Regions from separate parts of the Gossypium arboreum genome. Here region 1 is linked to region 2. Evidence: chromatin contacts called from public Hi-C data. All regions are on one chromosome and are shown on one strand. The core of a region is the stretch at or near the end of the contact, and the rest is flanking DNA. Distances in the headings are between cores, read along the strand shown.

Region 1 (3,584 bases), core at 734-3,233, 190 kb after region 2:
TATAAAAGAAAACTAAACTAAAGAATAACTGAAAACCGAAATCGAAAGTATGAAATTTGATGACGTCCCAATCCCTATTGCCTAATTTTGGTTATATTTGAAAGGCTAAGATGCCCTTTTAATTATTACATCAACTCGAAAAAGACCCTGAACTGCCCCTTGGAAACACAATTGTCGCGTTTGTGAAATCATCGCGACATTGCGATGAGGAATGCCTTGCTCGTCGTGACATCGACTTTGTTTGTAGCCCTTCCAAATGCTTGTCTTCGATGTTGCGACTTCCATACTTCGTTGTCACGACTTTGGCAGCAATTTCAACCCGAAGTTGCATCTTTAGCTCTCGATTCATCCTACATAACCACGTAACCTTATTTAAGTATTAAAATACTATGAAAACTATTAAAAACATAAATTACTACTTTAATTGTAAAACATAAATTTGTACTAAAATGACTTGATTTAGCTATTAAACAAGTTAAAATTATGTGAAAAGATATATGAATAACAATATAAATCATGGCAGATCAATTGTTTATCAATAAGGGAAGTAATTAATGCCGATTGTGTAGATTATCGAAAGGGTAAGAAGAGATTAGACTACTAGGCGATCGCCGATAACTATAACCAATTTATTAAATAATATTGAAATTTATCTTTGCATCAATTATCAAACCCAAGAATCAAACGAAGAATTTACTTTGACTATAATTTCATCTCATCTCATCAATTTTTTTCCAAAATTTTAATTATTAATTTATTTTCTTTTATTAATTTCTTAATTTACAATTTTACGTTTTATTTAAACAAAACTCTCGTTCTCCTTTAATTTATTTGTTTTAGTTGAAGGAATACAATTTCTATCAACCTTTGTGGATTCGACCATACTTTTCCCTTCTACTAATTGTTCATTTTCAAGTAGGTTTTATTTTTTACGGCTTCAACAATCGTACATCTAAAAATATCAATATTTTAATATTTCTTATTTCTTATTTATTATTTTGAATTATTAAATAAGTTAATATATTTTAAATATATTTAAAAATTCAATTAATGAATTAAAAATTAATTACAATAATTAAAATATATTATTTAAAAGTTAATTAAAAAGTTTAAGTGGACGTAGAATTAAAAAACTAATTATTATAAAACTCATATATAATAAATAAATAAAATCATACGTTACTTGAGAAAATTTTGAAATTTTGAAAATTTTGATTTATTATTATTATTATTATTATTATTATTATTTGTTTTGGTTTAACGGAAATATAGATTAAAATTATCACAAAGATCACCTAATGAAACCTAAAAATATGTGGTAATGAGATTTATTTTTATATTGATATTGTATCATATTATCAAGGTTTAATGATAAATTTAGCTACTAATGTTCATACATTTTGTCAAAATGACTTTAATTGAATTTTTAATTTTTTTATCATCAATCTTTTTTAAACTATTTTTCTAATAGATTTGACAAAAGTATCCTTAAAAACTAATATGGATAATGTGGAATATTTTTAATATTATAATTACAAACGTATGCATTCATTTTACAATATTTTTTCGATAATTATGTTTATTTCCTTTAAATTAAAAGTTATTATTTAACTTCATAAATTATTTATTTTATTATTTTTACATGTAATTATTTTATTAGATTATCTAAATAATAAATTACATCTAAATAAAAATATTTGACATATAAAATTTCATATCATCTGTTAACTTTTTAATGGTATTTTCATCAAATCATTAAAAATAATTTAAAAGAATAAAATTGATGGCAAAAAAAAGACTTAACAATATAATTAATATAATTAATATAATTTTGCCAAAACATATAAACATTATCATTAAGCCTATTATGAATTCAAATTAATTTTGTAAAATAGAATAATAATATTAATCTAAAAAAAAAACATGGGAACCGAACCTAAGCCCAGCAAACTGAGAAATAAAAAGAAAAATAAAAATGGATACGACAAGTATTAAATGACATGTACACCATTTTGCCGCCAAAACTTCGCGCCAAAAAGAAGGGTTTTATCGTTTATTTGTGCGCCTTAAGAGATGGCCTTCCGTTCTTGATACGATTGAGCGGGCAAAGAGAATCCATAAGAATGGCTGGAGAAGATTCCGGAAATCCGGTTCCGTCGACGCCAGAATCGCCGACATCTGCAGGGTTTAACACGGATCAGTTGCCCCATGACAGCAGCCACTCATCGGACGAGGAAGAGGCGGCGGTGGAACCTGAGGTAATAAGAGACGAGCCGGATGAGGTGGGCGAAGAGGAAGACGATGGGGAAGATCTCTACAATGATAAGTTCATGGATGATTACAGGGAGATGGGTGCGCAGGACAAGTACGAATCAGTGGGGTTGGATGAATCGATGGAGGATGAGAGAGATTTGGATCAGATCATGCAGGATCGCAGGGCTGCCGAGTTGGAGCTTGATGCCCGTGATGCTCGCATCCCCAACCGCAAGCTCCCTCAGCTTCTCCATGATCAGGGTCGGTAGAGTGCTCCATGGCTTCCCATTTTTTTTTCTCTATCTGGTCCATATTTTTTTTCTGTTGTATACGAAGTGGTTAATATACGGGGTTGAAATGATGACCGCAGACACAGATGATGACAATTATAGGCCTTCTAAGCGACAGAGGGCTGATTTAAGGCCTCCGTCTGCCTCAAGAAGCTATGACGACACTGATGGCTTGCGGAGTTCACCAGGAAGGTCACAGCAAGGCCACTCAGGGGACGATGTTCCTATGACTGATCGAACCGATGATTACCCTTACGAGGTTCAGACCTCTCCTCAGCTTCAATAATGTTGGCATTTCAAATGGCATCTAACTTTCCTCGTTGTATTCAGGATGAAGGTGATGATCAAGGTGACTTTGAGATGTACCGTGTCCAAGGAACATTGAGAGAGTGGGTTACTAGAGATGAAGTGCGTCGCTTCATATTCAAAAAGTTCAGGGATTTCATACTTGCATATGTGAACCCAAAAAATGGACATGGGGACGTAGAATATGTACGCCTCATAAATGAGGTGGTGTCAGGTAAAGCATCTATTCATCCTTAACCTGTAGTTTCTGAAAACTAACTGCACAAACAAAATATTTGATCAATATTAAAAGCGACAAATTGATATGCTGTATGCGCTATTCATTGTTCCATTTTGCAGCCAACAAGTGCAGCTTGGAGATTGATTACAAGCAGTTCATTTCCGTTCATCCTAATATCGCAATCTGGCTGGCTGATGCCCCTCAATCTGTCCTAGAAGTTATGGAAGATGTTGCCCAAAGGGTGGTCTTTGATTTGCATCCAAACTACAAAAAAATCCACCAGAAGATATATATCCGCATTACAAACCTTCCAATTTATGATCAAATTCGTGATATTAGGTAATGTAGAATGTTCTTCTTTTCTTATATCACAATTTGACAATTTTATTTTGCTATTTTTTCAGTTTTTTACTTCTCATTTTGTCGTTTCTAGGCAAATCCATTTGAACACCATGGTTCGTATTGGGGGTGTTGTGACTAGACGATCTGGGGTCTTTCCCCAATTGCAACAGGTA
Region 2 (3,537 bases), core at 512-3,011:
TGATCTAACTTTGGAATTGCTTCTTGGAGCTGACTGAGATTCTGATCCCTCAGATGAAGGAAAGACTGGAGTTCCAGGAGGAGTTAGAAGCCTAATAATGGAAAAGTAGTTAATATTATAAACTGAGAGAGACAAGGATTTCCAAACTGAGTCTAAATTCAAGTCTCAATTAAGCGAGCAAGGTAATATATTACCCAGAAATGGTTGTCAAATCGGTTATTTGATCACTAAAGCAATCAAATTTTACCTCTCAAAGCTTAGGGCAAAAAGTTTCACCCAGAATTTTGTTCACTTGAGTAACTCAACAACTCAACGTTATAGCATAACATTATTATAAACAATACCAGAGATTGCTATCTTCTCAACCATTTTCGAATTGGTACACACGAAACCAATCAAGGTGCATTCGTGATCCAATTCAGTAAAATTATTAAATAAAACAAACAATTCACAAACTTCAGAATTTATTTATTTAAAATTGTGTTCATATGAACAAAAAATGTAGTCTCAAAAAAAAAAAATTCACATTCCAATAAAATTGAAACAGCGAAATGAGTTTTAGTTTTAGTTGACAGATCTGGATTCCAGTTAACATTGACTTGAAACAATTGAAAAAGTGAAGATTCACAAGAAGAAAAGGTTCGTTCATTTAGATGGTTGTCTTTTCCATTCAAAGATTTTCCATATATATGAAAAAAGCTTTAAAAAATTTTGAACATTGGATTATGGAAAGAAACCAGATCCGAAAGAGAAAATGATGCAAATGATTAGTTTAATTAAATTTGGAAATGAGAGAGATGCGATTTACCAGTAATCTATTATTATAGTAATAAAATAGCAATGATTTACCAGTCATAATCATGCTTTCCTCCATCTGTAGAAGAAAGTAGATCATCTGATCCATGTGATGTTCTTCCCTGTTTTACTGACACTACAAAATCAAAATCAAAATCAAAACTTATTTTAGCTATCATTCCCCTAAAAACGACTATATTTGCATCCAAAACCATCAGTCATTTTCTTAATTTATGGGAGAAAGAAAAATAGAAATGGAAAAGAATAGAGACGAAGCTTAGCTAACTGCTCCCTTTGAAATTGACAAACTAATCTGAAAATAATAGCATCAAAGTAAGAAAAGGAACCGCAGAAGAGGAGAAGTTTGTACCATCGGAGGAGGCGACGGAGAGGCTGCGGCGACTCTTTGAGAAAAGATCCAAATTCTCTTCTGAATCCCTGGGGAACAATCCAGCGTTAAAAATTTTTCCACGGCGGTGATGAAGGGAGGCCGCCGGAATGTTATTACTGTTATTCCTCCCGCCGCCGCTCACCAGCGATTCCCTTAGGTTCCTATTCATCATCTTAATTGGTTGCTGATGCTCCCTGCCTCATCGCTCTTTCTTTCTTGCTTGGTTGCTTAAGTTTTTATTTTCTTCCTGTGTGAGGTAAAATGGCAGCTTTGTTTTCTCAGAGAGGTTGAGACAGCTTGATATGTACCTCAAAAGATAAAATGCAATGCAATGCTACTTCTGCCATTACGAAATGCAAAGCAAAAAACAGTTGGTCACCGGGCTGTCACTTTATCTGCCCTTTTATTATATTTTTCTTTATAATATTAATGAAGTGGTATGTGGGGGAGTGAAGTGGTGTTCAGATCTGTTCTGCTCACTGCTAAATCCTTCCTTCGTAGCTTTAAAATCAGATCTGTGCTTTTGTTTACGGAGACAGGCAACACAGCTTTTCTTTTCTTAAATAAACTAATATTTTTTTGTAATAATTAATTTATAATGCTAATATTTTATCTCTCCTCACCATTGTTATTTGTACCTTAAATTTATGTTTTTTTTTAAAAATATTTTTATTATAAGTGTCCATTCAAATATTTCTAAATCTTGGGGAATAAATACTAATTTTTAAAAATAAAGGTAATCAAGACATTTAAAATTATTAATATAAAAATTAAATATTACTAATGGTAAAATTAGGGGTACACAAAATTTTAAAATTATGACTTCAAATAATATGTATTTTTCTTATTTGGATGTAAGAAACCAAAATACTATATTTTATAATTGAATCTCGGTTAATATTGATTTTAATTTAATTTTTATAAACAAAATATCTATGCACTCTTAAAAATTCTTAATTAAACTATCAAGTAAACCGTTCATTATTTAAAAAAAAAAGAAGAAAAGTAACAACCATCTACTCCATTACTATTAAAATATAAAATTTATATGAAATATTAAATTTCATGAGTATGATAAATATTAATATAATTAAATTAAGAAATTTAATTTTTTACATTGACATTAGTGCAAATATTTAAATTTATAAAAATATTAGTAGAAGAAACAATCTAAATTTTATTTGAACCAATAGAGAGTTATTTCACTTTATTTATCACAAAAATGATATTAAATTATGTTTTTCACCAAAATTAGAAATAGAATGAATAAAAAAATTATTTTCATATTTAAGCTCGATTGATTTGATTTTATAAGTTAATCCATTACCAATTATATTAGGAAATTACTAAAATGTTCTTTAACATTTTAAATGAGTTATATTATTAGAAAATATTTTAATTTTAAAAAATTAATAAAAATATGCACATAGAAAAATTTAAACTACGTCAATTAAATTGATAAAACTTTAAATGTATCACTAAATTAAAATTTTATTTTAATAATTTTATTTTATTATGCATAATACCTCCTTTAATTGCATATCTATATTATTTCAATATAATACATATTTTACGTATTATTAATTAATTTTAAATTATATATTTTATTATTTATTGTATATTATTTTAAATTATATTTATGTTTTAAATAGGTGATAAATTTTTAATAGTGATGTACTTGAAATTTTGGTCCCAAACTAGCCCTTTAAAGAAAAATGACTTTTTTTTAATGAATCAAATGTGTTAATTTAACGTCAACAAAAATTTAGAAAAGTAGATGAATGATTGATTTACGAAAGGCTACGTGCTAACTCCTCCCACCATATTCAATAAAAGACCCAACTACATTATTTATGCTTATATTTTAATTTTTAATTATTATTTTGTTATAAAAGTAGTGTCACAAACGAAATTGTTTTTTCTTAAAACAGTTGGAACTTCTTCTTTTTTTTCCAACAATTTTGGAATTTTCTCTTCCTTTTTCCGTTTTTGAAAACAAATACATGTTTTCTTTTTCTTGTTTTCAGAAAAATTTAAAACGACACCAAATAACCCTTTAATTATATATATATATATTTCAGTAAATTAAAAAAAAGTAGATTAATTATAATTTTATTAAAGTATTAGGCAGTCATAACTTCGTCTAAAACATGACATTGCTTTAATTTAATTTTGTACCCACAATAACTCAAAATTAAATTAGTGATAGATGAGATGTTACTTTCATTGAACAAAGCACTATTTAAATTCCACTTTTTCAAATTATAATTTCTTTTAAAGATTTGTTAAATGTTGAATTATCCTCAAAATCTTATGAATTATTGTTAGAGTTTAGGTAAAAAATATTAAGT

What was found. Hi-C and Micro-C count contacts between places; a contact is called where the count stands out from the background.
Region 1: a contact with region 2 is called in a Hi-C map of leaf, with 2.7 times the contacts expected there. The contact joins the promoter of LOC108489880 here to the promoter of LOC108480191 in region 2. A contact is called at or near these places in 2 of 5 Hi-C or Micro-C datasets (both in leaf).

Annotation. Positions count from the first base shown.
Region 1 is chr3:77,096,546-77,100,129 of ASM2569848v2, forward strand. LOC108489880 (DNA replication licensing factor MCM2-like) reads left to right here and starts at 1,984. Exons shown (of 17, transcript XM_017794598.2): 1 at 1,984-2,514; 2 at 2,624-2,802; 3 at 2,874-3,063; 4 at 3,189-3,408; 5 at 3,503-3,584. The coding sequence starts at 2,001.
Region 2 is chr3:76,902,196-76,905,732 of ASM2569848v2, forward strand. It overlaps LOC108480191 (A-agglutinin anchorage subunit), which reads right to left and starts at 1,762. Exons shown (of 5, transcript XM_017783095.2): 1 at 1,166-1,762; 2 at 850-931; 3 at 1-91. The coding sequence starts at 1,358.